3 separate regions of the Mus musculus genome follow, and all the other regions are linked to region 3. The links are chromatin contacts, called in public HiCAR-type and promoter capture Hi-C maps. All regions are on one chromosome and are shown on one strand. Each heading gives the region's core, a stretch centred on a gene start, on an enhancer-like site or on the middle of the called end of the contact. The rest is flanking DNA. Distances are from core to core; before and after follow the strand shown. Region 1 holds the start of Hsd17b2 (hydroxysteroid (17-beta) dehydrogenase 2). Region 2 holds the start of Mphosph6 (M phase phosphoprotein 6). Region 3 holds the start of Cotl1 (coactosin-like 1 (Dictyostelium)).

Evidence for each region. Promoter capture Hi-C pulls out the DNA fragments that hold promoters and counts their contacts. HiCAR-type assays count read pairs that join an accessible place to other places.
Region 1: a promoter capture Hi-C map of stem cell-derived epiblast-like cells shows a contact between it and region 3, with 5 times the contacts expected there. The contact joins the promoter of Hsd17b2 here to the promoter of Cotl1 in region 3. A contact is called at or near these places in 4 of 39 promoter capture datasets (cranial neural crest, hippocampal neurons and stem cell-derived epiblast-like cells).
Region 2: a HiCAR-type map of astrocytes shows a contact between it and region 3, with 2.5 times the contacts expected there. The contact joins the promoter of Mphosph6 here to the promoter of Cotl1 in region 3. A contact is called at or near these places in 1 of 39 promoter capture datasets (stem cell-derived epiblast-like cells) and 1 of 115 datasets of contacts at active chromatin or transcription factors (astrocytes).

Annotation. Positions count from the first base shown.
Region 1 is chr8:117,699,226-117,703,443 of GRCm38.p6, forward strand. It overlaps Hsd17b2 (hydroxysteroid (17-beta) dehydrogenase 2), which reads left to right and starts at 2,721. Exons shown (of 5, transcript NM_008290.2): 1 at 2,721-3,038. The coding sequence starts at 2,771.
Region 2 is chr8:117,799,963-117,804,319 of GRCm38.p6, forward strand. Mphosph6 (M phase phosphoprotein 6) reads right to left here and starts at 2,012. Exons shown (of 5, transcript NM_026758.4): 1 at 1,890-2,012. The coding sequence starts at 1,940.
Region 3 is chr8:119,838,286-119,842,321 of GRCm38.p6, forward strand. It overlaps Cotl1 (coactosin-like 1 (Dictyostelium)), which reads right to left and starts at 2,294. Exons shown (of 4, transcript NM_028071.3): 1 at 2,039-2,294; 2 at 1,857-1,939. The coding sequence starts at 2,115.

The sequences.
Region 1 (4,218 bases), core at 1,471-3,970, 2.1 Mb before region 3:
GAAACCCACACAGGCGTGTTTGGCCCCCCTCCGATACAGAAGCCACAGTGCTAACGTCCTGACAAAAGAACCGAAGCTAGCCGCGTATGCCCACATGGGACTGTCCCCCAACCCATCAAATATCTGTCTGTGCAGTCAGCATTGGGATGGGATGGGATCTGTGGGTGAGAGAGAACATGCTTAGGGCTGCTCAAGAATTCCACAGTTCCACTGCCCTAAGCTTGTGGGGATGGAGCCAAGTGTCCATGAGGCTGGCTGGGATTGGAGGTAACTTGCTACCACCCCACACAGGTCTCCTATACATGCTCTGTCGACTCTCACGATGCTCCCACCCCACAGTGTAGCTCACAGATTCCGGCTTCTTAGCCTGTTTCCCTTGGTTCTTGAACTAGCCTGGGCCTGGGGCTGTCCTACCTCATCCTCCCTTGATAGCTGCACTGCCCTAGACTTATATCTGAGCTGGAGGCTGATTTCCCTGACTCCCCACCCAAGGCCCCACTGGTCTTCCGACAGACTGTGCCACCACTGGGTTAGGTCCTGAGCAAACCCTGCTTCCCTCTATGTCTTGAGTGCCAGACTCCTCCCACCACCTCTGTCCCTCTGTGCACCTTTGCTCTCTAGAATAAGACTGTAGTCTGAGGGGCCCTGTGTTCTACCAGACCTCCTGCTCAGCGTCCTCGTTCATTTAAACATGCAACCCTGTAGCCTTTCTGAGGTGTGGGACGCCTGACTCGCCAGCAAGTAAGACGCCACAACTGGATCCTCCTGCAACACGTTTATTGGGAGGGCATTGACTGTGTAGGCAAAAGACCTCGAGCCCCAGAACTGGCACTGCTTATATAGGCCTAGGAGAGGCGTGTCTACACCTGATTGGTTATGCTTTCAGTACCTCATTTACATGCCTCGTGCCAGGCAGTGACTCAGCAAAAACTCTATGGCACATGCGCACATTGGTTGTTTACCCATATTCATGGGTGTCGGCTTATTGAAACCAGCATCATTTTGTAATGGCGTTTGCGGCTTCCCACACTGAGGCCCCATCTAGGGTTCCAGGTGGGGCAGAGTGTATTGACAGGTAAAGAGACAGCATCCCCCAGCCAAGATTACCTCATCCTTAACAACTGTGGGAACTGAACTGGGTTTAAAATGAGCCATCTGAACACAAAGTGAGAGCTCCTCTCTCTCCAGTTTTCTCAGTTTCTAGCCTTTATTAGAATCCTGCTTTGTCCTAGGCAGACACCAGTAAGCACCACACCCATCAAATCCCGTGGGAGCTCCCCTTGGGTGTCAGTATAGGAACTGGTGGTCCGAGTGTGTGTGTGTGTGTGTGTGTGTGTGTGTGTGTACGTGTGTGTGTGTGTGTGTGTGTGTTTGTGTGTACGTGTGCTCATGTGTAAGTGTGTGTTCGCGCTCATGGTATATAATACCCAGATACCTATATATAGAGACTGAACTATCTCTCCAGTTTTTACAGAAGGGCTCTTGAGCTGGTGAGTCACAGGTGTGTGGATTCAGATTCCTTGCTCTTGGATAAAGTACAGCCTCTCCCAGCCTGAATTTTCTAGTTTACAAGCTGACTCTAACAAAGGATTGTGTAAGATGCAAGCTGGGCAAAAGGAGGAACTAGCACAGGAGGGGTTGCTTTTCTGTGTTTGACCGAAAGCAGACAGTGGGTGGTTCAAAGGGCAATGCCGGGGATTGACACCCTGCTGCGTTCCGGCTCCTAATCTCTCTAGTCTCCTATTGATTGCCTCTCTCGTTATTGCCACACGAATAGAAATGTTGTAAGGACATCCTATTCGGAGACCGAGTCCTACTACCAAGAACAGAGCCTCCAACAGGGTAGACTGAGTCAGAATTGAGCAGAGCACTGGTTCTGACAGCTTCTCTCAGTCTGATTGTCATTGCTATGGTCTCTCTCTGGCACAACTGCCCTCTGGGAAGACACAGGCACCTTCCATCTGCCTCTAAGGTGAGCCTTTTTTTGGCTCATTGAGCCCTTAACCTGTCTCAGTTGGCAGTAGTCCTCCAGATACAGGCCAGATCGGGGATGCTCTCTTCTTAGAATCCACTTTCCAAGCTTCACTGATTACCTGGATAACACACACACACACACACACACACACACACACACACTCACAGCCACACATACAGATACACTCGGAGTTAGCAAAAGAACTCAACCAACACAGAGAGGGCACATCCAAAGGAGATTGTCTTCTTGTGATTCCAAGTCTGTCAATCATTATCTGAGTAAACATCTGTCAGGTGGGAGGGTGCGTGTGCGCGTGCGTGTATGTGTGTATGTGTAAGTGTGTGTATGTCTGTATGTGTGTGTATGTCCGTGTGTGTATTATGTCTGTGTGTTACGATGTGTGTGTGTCTATTTGTGTGTATGTGCCTATTTGTGTGTATGTGCATGTGTGTATGTCTATATGTCTGTGTAGGTGTGTGTATATTTGTGTGTGTGTGTATGTGTGTGTGTACGTGTGTGTGTGTGTGTGTGTGTTTGTGTGTGTACGTGTGCTCATGTGTAAGTGTTGAGTGCCTTAGGGGAATGAGCAGGTATTTATATCACAGTGCACAGTTTAAATTACATCCTGGGAGTAGTCTCCCCTATCACTACCTTTAACATGCTTGTTCAAAGGGTGCGGGGGCTGTCGTTCCCCCCTCCCGCTTGCCTCTCCCTTCATATAAGCCTGGGCTGCCTCCAGCCAGCTTCTGCACTCACAGTATTCACTGGCCCAGAGCAAGTGAAGGCCAGTGGAGAATGAGCCCGTTTGCCTCTGAGTCAGCATGGCTCTGCTTGGCTGCCGCTGCAGTGCTGGGGGGCACGCTTCTCTGCGGATGCCGGAGTGGCAGGCAGCTGCGGAGCCAGGCGGTGTGTCTCGCTGGCCTCTGGGGAGGTGCCTGCCTGCTCAGTCTGTCCCTCCTCTGCACCTTGTTCCTCTTATCCGTGGCCTGCTTCCTTCTTCTGTATATGAGTTCATCTGACCAAGACTTGTTACCTGTGGATCAAAAGGCCGTGCTGGTGACAGGTAAGTGGCCAGCATTCCTGTGATTGTCCTGCGGAGAAGAGTCTGATACTCTCTGTCCTCAGTGGGGGGACACTGTCAGTTTTGGCTTGAGTGGGAAGTGCTTAGAGTGAATGACAGGCAGCACATACCCGAGTGGTTCTCACTGCCTTTTTGCGTGTCCTTTGGTTTGGATGGGCTTTGGAAGGAGCCAGTGGTAAGACAAAACGTGACAATTGCTCAGGGCCACAGATCTATACAATGAGTGTGTTAATTTCCTAGGAATAAATATAAATAAGTAAAACAGCATCATTTCACGTGTGTTCTTGTACCAGGAAATACCTGACAGACTTCTTCAGGCTTGGTTGCTATTCTGTTCTGAGGTGACTATTTATCTAGGTCCTAGGCCTGGTCACCCCTCTATGTATGGAAGGAAGGTGGCCAGTCAGCTTTGGCACAATACTGTGTGTCTAGGGACGCCACTGTACTTTGAGCCTTTGCAATTTGCCAGGCTGCTGTCCCGAACCACGAACCACCCTGTTGTCCTGTTTGAACCTTTTCTCTATATGTCATTAGTGTATTAGTGCTTCTTAATTAGATCAAACTGGCAGTGCGTGCACACGGAGCTAGCTGCTCATTAGCTGAGCTGCCAGCCTCTCACTTCTTCTGCAGGCTCTTCTGCAGTAAGCGCGAGGCGGCCAAATTAGATTCCTTGGAGTTGTAAAACGGGTTTGTTTGGTGAAAGCTGCAACTAGAATTCCCTCAAGTGATCCTAACCCAGAAAGGCCTGGAAAGAAGAGGAAAGGCCATCGGCAGAGTCACCTTGTGAGGAGGGTGTCACCCCTGCATAAGGAAGTCATCACCTGTGGCTGGGGCCCCTGGCTGTGGTCAGCAGGGGACTCGTGGACTGATGAATCAATTTTTTTTTTTTTTTTTTTACTTTAAATCCAGTAACAAAGATTCTTCTTGTGAGCACGGTTTGGTTCTGGCTGGGGTGTGGAAGGGCAGGACATCAGCTTCTCTGAGTTTAAGATACAACAGTGAAGTCGAGTAGTTATTGTATTTCCCAGTTGTACGAAAGAAGACAGAACCATTAAGTACACGTCTGTCTCTGTCTGTCTCTGTTTGTCTCTGTCTGTCTGTGTCTGTCTTTATCTTTCTCTCTCTGAGGATCAGAGGTCAATCCTGGGTGTGTGCCTCAGCC
Region 2 (4,357 bases), core at 762-3,261, 2.0 Mb before region 3:
CATTTCACCATAAGCACTGACAGACCACAACTTCACATGGTGAGGCTTAATGAATCAAATCACCTTTAAGATGGTGGGGATCTGCTACCACCCATTAGAAACACTACTAGGAATGCTGTTTCCTGGGCTAGCCATATGTAAGAGGAGACTCTATTAGGCTGCTGGGGCACAGTGGGCCACAGCTCCCAGACAGCTACACCATCCTGGGGTAAGCTACTGAAACTCTATAGTGTACTGTGTAGCTAAACTATACCGCTTGGTAGGTAGGACAGCTCTGTTAAACACATGTTTATAATACTGTTGAGTCAGGCGTTGTAATCAAGCTCCCCGTGTGTTAGAGACAGGTGCTACAGGCTAATCATTACAAGCAGAAGCTCTGGGGCCAGATGACCAGTCTTTTCAGCTGTTACTTCTGTCTCAGATACCTCAGGTGTCAGAGATGACAACTGTAACTCCTTCAAATGTTACTATGTGAATTAAGTGGTTCAGTATATACACGGAGAACAATGCCGGAATATTGGGAGGACCGTGAATACGTTCTATTAGTATTATTTAAGCTTCAAGAGTTAGCTTTTCCCTGTCTTAACTCCTGTGTTCATCCGCTTTTAACCCCTTTTAAATTGTGGTTAAGCTGCTTCTGTTTTAATGATGTCTGAGACAGGGTCTCATATCCAGCTCAGGCTGGCCACAAATTAAGCTCCTGCCTCCACCTCCCAAGTGCTGGGATTACAAATGTGTGCCATCAAAGCCACTTCAGCTGGCTCAACTTCAAATTTAAAAATCATGGGCTGGGGAAGTTGGCTCAGTGGCTAAGAGCACCCTTGACTCTTGCCTAAGTCCTGGTACTCATACCTGCTGACTTAAAACTCCAGTTTCAGGGGCTCCAACACTCTCTTCTGGCCTTCGCAGGCACCTGAACACACATGGTATATATACAGCTATGCATGCACACACACAAAGGGAAACTCATTTTGTTTAAAAGTTAGTGGAGAACTCATTTCACCCCACTAACATTTTCTCCATTCCCACCACGAAGACAACCTTCACCCAGAACACAGGAACTTTTTTAGCTCATCCTTTTGGCTGTGAGCTTTCACGTTGTTGGGCTGGGCCTTTCTGATTAACCATCATCCACAGTTCAGTTAAAGTGGCCTTAAAAAAACAATAACTAGCCAGGCGTGGTGGCGCACGCCTTTAATCCCAGCACTTGGGAGAGGCAGAGGCAGGCAAATTTCTGAGTTCGAGGCCAGCCTGGTCTACAGAGTGAGTTCCAGGACAGCCAGGGCTACACAGAGAAACCCTGTCTCGACCCCCCCCCCCCCCAACAAACAAACAAACAAACAAAAAGCAATTAACTCAGAAAACAGTTTCCTCCTGCTCATGAGGCAACAGGAACAAAACTTCAGCCTGGCTTACAATTCCTTGGATGTGTGACCACTAAGATTTCCAGCCTCATTTTATGCTCCTTGTCTTTCAGACGTCCGAGCTACCTTTAGTTCTTTGCAACGTCCCTGATTTTCTCCTTCTTAGCTTCTGGACTCACTTTCCCTCAGTTTAGGACACTACCTGCCATCCCTCACGTTGTTCCTCCTTAGGGACCACTTCTCGCGAGAAGTCTAACTTCCCAGGCGGCCCAGACACTAAAGCCACCACAGCACTCAACTCTGCAGGCTCTGATGAACGTTGTGCAGGCTCCCTCCCCACATCAGGCTAAGCAAAATCTCACCCCTGGTGCCCAAAGGCCCGCAGGCTGAGCGAATGAATGGGGTGCGCTGGCCGCGGCCATCCCGAGCCAGTCTGCCCATCGCTTCGGCCCGAGTCCCACTACGGAACATCTCGGAGCTCAGCAGCCTCCCCGCCCGACAACCCAGCATTCCCGACCTCAGCACCTTCATGCGCAGCAGGTTCTTGGATAACTTAGTCTTGCGCTCCGACGCCATGTTGGACGCACTTGCAGAGGCTTTCCCGCCGCACTGCGCTTGCGCACGGTCAAGAGCGGAGCTAGATAAGACGACGCTCTAGACCCGCCCGGGCCACGTCGCTTACAGGCGTGGCAGAGCTTTAGCTCCGCCCCCGCGCCGTTGCCACGCCCCCGATTAGGCACACCCATCGCGCTGCCCCGCCCTAGTGCTCGGAGCTGCTTCTGGCTTCTCCAGCTCCCGGAGCGCGTCTCTCCGCAAAGAGCTGTGGTAAGAGCTCGGGCCACCGCGGGGCGACTGCGATTCAGGGTCCCAGGGCTAAACTCAGGAAAGGCGGATTAAGGGGAGGACGCTGGAGCTGTAGGCGGGGCCTCCACGACACCCGAGGACTCCCTAACGACCCGGTCTGGAAGTTCCTTGCTGAGGTCCTAGCTGAGGCCGCTGAGGTTGCTGCCAGAGTTTAAAAGTTTTAAAAATACGAATGGTGGCTTTCTATGAAGCGTGTTTTCTAGAACTCTCAGTAGCCCTGAGCCGCTGGTGTCGCTATGCTCTGTCCCAGAGTGAAGGAGGTGGTCACAAACCCAGGCTGCGTGATAGCTGTAGGGCTGCACACAAACCGTGGAAGACTGATGAATATGCATACACCTGTTCGCTGTGCATCTTGGAGCCTGAAGGATTTCCTTCTGGAATGGGAAGAATGGCAGGAACTAGCAAGAGCTGTACGCAAGGCGACAACTTGTGAAGGGGCCAGGGGTGGTTTAATGGGTGAAAACACTTGCTGCCAAGCCCGAGGAGGACATGAGTTTGATCCCCGGGACCCCCGTGATGGAAGGGCAGAATGGACTTCCACAAGTTGTGGTGCCGTACCTCGTAAGTATACGGAAGGACACATCACTGGCATGTAATAAGCAACCCGCTGGAGAAGTGGTAAAGTCGAGATTCATAAAGCATTCCGGATATTAAACGCCCTGCAGGTTTTCTCAGTGGAGTAAATAAAGACATAATGTGTTAAGTGGTTACAGAAACACATTTACTCATAACTGTCAGTGAGACATGGGTGAGCACCAAGGGGCTAAAGACACATTCCCACCCTTTCCTGGAGCTACATTAGAAAGCAGTAAATACCGTGGAAGGAAGAAAATGGCTGCAGCCAGTGACTTTTAGGGTCACTTTAAATTTAATCCAGGGTGGCCCTCTTCAGATCAAAGTGGGAAGGCTTGAAAGTCAAGAAAATATCGTTATATGAAGCCTTGGTGGTAGAATGTACCAAAAATAAAAAATAAAATAAATAAAAATCCTGCTATCTTGTTACCGGACTAACCATATATGGCAGACTTATGTCTCCTTCCATTCAAATACTGAAGTCCTGACCCCCATTATTTCAAAATGTGACTGTGTTTGGAGACAGGGCTTTTCAAGAGACAACCTTTAGGACGAACCCACATCCAGTGTGGCTGGTAGCCTTTCTTCCCCTGTGCTGTAGACGAAACCTACAGCCACACACTAAGCTTACCACTTAGCTAAATCTTCAGCCTCCTGTCATAAGATGAAAACTTCTGAGTGCACCAGAGGTGTGTGTGCTAAAAGAAAGACCATTTACACGCCAAGGAAAGAAGCCCCAGAGAAGCCAAAACTACTACTACCTTGGTCATGACTATAAGAAATACATGTAGCCGACACCCAACACCCCCTCCCACCCCACCCCTGTAGTATTTCATTATGGTGACCATAGAAAAATGAAGTATCATGTAACTATAAGTTACAGTTGTGACAAGAGCTTGCTGACCAAAGATGGCATAGCAAGAGTCCCTGAGCCTCTCTGGCCTGGCAAAGGCAGTGTATCCCAAATGGTATGACATTTAATTGTTTCAATAATCCCTTGTTTTCTTAGCTCCCACCCCTTGTTACCCCTCTGGCTTATGGTGTTGTGTTTTATTTTGATATTCCACCCCACCCTAAATTTTCACTCTAGACACTCCAGTGATGCCCCTCCTATAAAAAGAAAAAGGAGGATTTGTGGGATGTGAAGCTATGCTAAAAGGTTTGGTAAGGTAGAGCAGGTTGAGACCCGGAGACTTGGTGGGCACACACCTGAGACTTAGTCGACTTCCACTCCTGGCCTTGTTTTACATCCTACAAGTTAGCCAAGGACTAGTTAGTCCTCCCAGTCATTCCCAGGGCTGTGTGCTGTAGCTGCAGGTCACCCACTCCCCATTTTGCAAATCTGAAACTCTACCAAGCAAACAGTACACAATCATACCTGCTAATCCACTTCCTAGAATTCTGACCTTGGCTACTGTGTAGGATTTTGAAAGAAGTGCCTGAGGACAGAGGAGAAGAAAAGGTGACTTAATCTCCAGGAAGCTCGAGGGTGTCTGAGTTAACTCTTGAAGGATGAGTCCTTTTGGGTTAAGAAGAGGAAAACATCGTCCTTTGTG
Region 3 (4,036 bases), core at 1,044-3,543:
TAAGTGAATTATTTACAAAAGCAATGAATACAGAGTCTAGCAGCAACTCCCAGGAGACATTTTAGCCAGGAGAATGCTTACACGCAGACACACAATCTCACACTAATCTTAGTACCACACAGCACAAAGTGAATGCCCTTTGAGACGAACTAAATGCAAAAGATGATTCAATTAAGAAAGTTATGCCACCGGGCAAGGTGATGCAAGCCTATGATCCTAGCATTTTGGAGGCAGAGGCAGGAGGATCGGGGAGTTTCCGGCCAGGCTTAGCTACACAGCCAAGTTTGAGGCCAGAAAGCAATTAAAGAAAACAGGAAGCAGAAGCAGGAAGATCGCAGGTTCAAGGAGTGTGAACTTGTCTCAAATTAAAATGGCTTTCTTTTTAAGAAGGCTGAGATGTACCTCAGTGGTAGAGCATGTGGCCAGCCTATTCAATGCTCTGTGTTCCGTACCCAGTATTGGGGGCGGAGGGGGGGGGGAGAAGAAAGAAAAGAGGAAAGAAAAAAAAAAGAAGAAAGAAAGCAGTTAAGTCACATGACCCTGGCTTTTAAATTTTTTTTTGGTCTGCTTGTCACCAATGACTGACCAGCACTGTCCTGAACACTTACACACACTTGGGATCAGTCAATCTCACAGCAGCACTACAAGAGATCAGGTGAGGAACTGTGACCCCCACCCCTACCCCCAGGGACCTGGCCCCACCCCACTCAGCTGGAAAGCAGCCCAAGAGGGATTCTAACCCACAGCCATTCCCAGGAGTCCACACCCTAGCTCCTAGGTGGCCTGCTTTTGTTTGACATTAGGTTCCAAAGCTAAGGAGACACTAGGCCCCGGGGTCTCTTACTTCCAATCTCTTTAAAGGCTCTTTTTCCGGAAGGCACGGGGGATGCCCAGCCTAGGCTGGCCTCCAATTCTCCATCCCCCTGCCTCTGTTTCCAGAATATGCTGAGCTGCTCTGCACACCAGCTCCTTTAGAGATCTCTTTACCAATGGTGTTGAGCTGTTCTACGGGAGCTGTGGCCATTCAGGCCCTGTGTTCTTTCATGGTCCACATGTCCCAGGGAAGCTTAACACACACAAACCTTAGGGTTCCCTGGGATGCTTTTAGTAAGGTCACACATCTGCTTGATTCCTCCACACCAAACCATGGAGCAATCTCAGCTCTCCATGCCCCACCCCAGCCAGTGGCCATTCGCTCCAAAGGAAACTGGCCGCTGGGACCTCGCAAGTCAGCTTCTCTTTATCCAGGCCTGGTATAGCAACATCGGATACACATTCTTGGTGCGTGTTTCTGTACTCTTCAAATTAAAGGCTTGTACAGAAGCAGATAGGGACAAAGATGGAAGGGAGAAAGGAGGGTGGGGCCCTGGGTTCTGCCTTTAGCTTGCAGCCCCCAGGGGCTTCGGCGTTTATTGTTCACTGACCAATCAGAGAGGGTGGAGTTTGAACTGCCCCTTCTGACCTGGAAACCCAGTGGACCACAGGGTGCGGGAGCGGAAGAAGCCGACTGACACTACCGGGGGAGGAATCTCCTCGGGTCACTTGATGGTGATGTCCACAGGGGTTGGGGGCAGGGTGGGGGAGGGATACACTCGGGACTTTGGAAAGCTCAGATCAGAGCTTTGCATGGCTGTGCACACCCACCCTACCAGTACTAGACGCTTGGGGCAAGAGGATGGCCAGTTGGAGGTCACCCTGGATATATAGTGAGCCCCTATCTCCAAAAACACAAAGACAAAACCAAAACAAACAAACAAACAAAGCCCCAGCCCAGATCTGCTGCTGCTTGGACGCCCAGCAGCTCGCTGCCCAGGGTGCCCACCCTCTTTCAAAAGGTCTCATGAGGGTCGCCCTACCTGTGCACTGCTGGATGAAGTGCTGGTAATCTGCTCCCTGATCGCCGGGGACAATGGTGGCGCCGTCGTATCTGAAAGTCACCCTTTGGGTTGGAGGAAGAAAAGAAACATAGGTGAGCGGCGGCGGCGAGCGGCACGAAGCAGGTCACTACTGGCTTCCCCGGCCCCGCGGCGTTGCTCACCAGATGACCGCCGAGCCGTCGTCCCGCACTAAGTTGTACGCCGCGCGACACGCCTCCTTGTCGATCTTCGTGGCCATGGCCGCCGCGAGGACACTGCCGGAACCAGTGAACGCGTCCCTGATCCGCTACGAGAGTCGAGCGGGCTCCGAGAGTGGGCAGGGGAGGTGGCCGCTCGCAACAGCAAGCTAAGGTCCTCGGAGAGAGGCCCGCGGTTACTGCAGAGCCAGAGCGCGCGCGGGGACTCCACTCCCGTGAAAGCCACGCCCCTTCGCTCCCATTGGTCAGGCGAGGCGGGGGCGGGGCGTCTCGCACATCCGGCGGCCAATCCCAGTCTGTGCGGATTGCGCAACTCCGCGGAGGGCTGGAGGGGGGCCCTTCCTCCTCGTCTTCCCTTCCTCCGCCTTCTTCCCTCCCCACTCCGTGGGCCCCAGCCCCTCGCTTCTTCCACCACCTTCTGTGTTCTCCGATCTCGCTCTCCTTCCTCCTTCCCTCTCTCCTTCCCTCCATTCCTCTCCTTCCCTTACGCCGTTGTTCTCCTCTTCTTTCAGCCTCTACCTTGTTCGCCTTCTCATCTCTCCTATTTATCCCACCCCAAGCCCCTTTTCCCTCCTCCCTAAGGCCTCCTTCCTCCTTCTCCTCTGCATCTTCCCTCGAATCTTCTTATTCTCTCTTCCTCCCTCGTTCCCTCTACCAGTGAGCTGGGCTGCAGAGCTCTCCACCCCTCCCCCTCCTTCAGAAGAATAACTTAAGTCAGCACTCAGATGAGCCAGGCTGGCCAAGGCTGGCGCCCCTAACCCAGTGTTTGTTTGCTCTTTGGATTTGGAAAGGGAAGAAGTGGAAAGAAGGAAGCATTTCATTTGGAAAGAGAATCACTGTTGACTTTGTAGCCTGGCTATCTGCAGTCACGTGGGGTGCTGGGGCGGGATGGGGCGGCATCCTTAACCCCCTTACTGGGTCATTCATTCACTACTCCTCTACCATCTGTCCTACCGGCAGGTGAAAGGCTGGCCCTGGAGGCCCAGCTCTAGAACTGCTTGTAATTCTCAGCCCCGAGCCATAGGGCAAGCTCTGAAACCTTATCAAGAGGACTGCTCTCTCCCCGTGGTAAGACGAGCCTCAGGGAGCCTCAGCAGGTGCCTTCAGCCTTAACTGAAATGATGTACAGAAACCAGGGCGGGCATCAAAAGAGGTCACTGTTGGTTTGCTATTGACTAAAACGGATCATAGACAGAAACTGAAAAGATCTGGAACATGTATAAGGGATAGGAAAACCCTTAGGCCTGAAGGTGTGGCCCAAAGAGCCAGCATCTGTGAGGTCCCAGGTTCTCTCTCTCAGTACCTCACCTTAAAAAAAAAAAAGAAAAAGTCTTGACACAGTACCTCACCAGGCAGCTCAGAACTCAAGAGGTTAAAAAAGAAGGGTTATACATTGACAACCAGGCTGGGCTGCATACTGGTTTCCAGGCCTGCCTGGGCTACAAAATAAGACCCTGTCTCAGATTAGGAGAGATGGTTTATCCTCTGCTAGAGGACTTTAGATTCTTTCTCAGTACCCATGTCTGTAATTACAGCTCCAGGGGAATCTGATGTCCTCCTCTAACCTCTGTAGGCATCTGCACACGCACACACACACACACACACACACACACACACACATGCATACACACACACTACAATCTTTAATACACACATATAACCACACTCTTTTATACATGCACACATACACACACATGTGTACACATACACATGCATACACACACACCCCACATACATATATTCGAATAAATAAGAAGCATAGTGATAGACACCCATTATCCTAGTACTTGGGAGCTGTCTGCAAGAGAATCAAGAAATTCAGGGTCATCCTGAGATGCATAGATAACTGAAGCCAGCCTGTGCTACATGAAATTATCTCAATACAAACTACACACACACACACACACACAATTGGGGCAAAGCTGCCAAGAAAAAAATACTACTTTCCTCAAAATGAAAAAA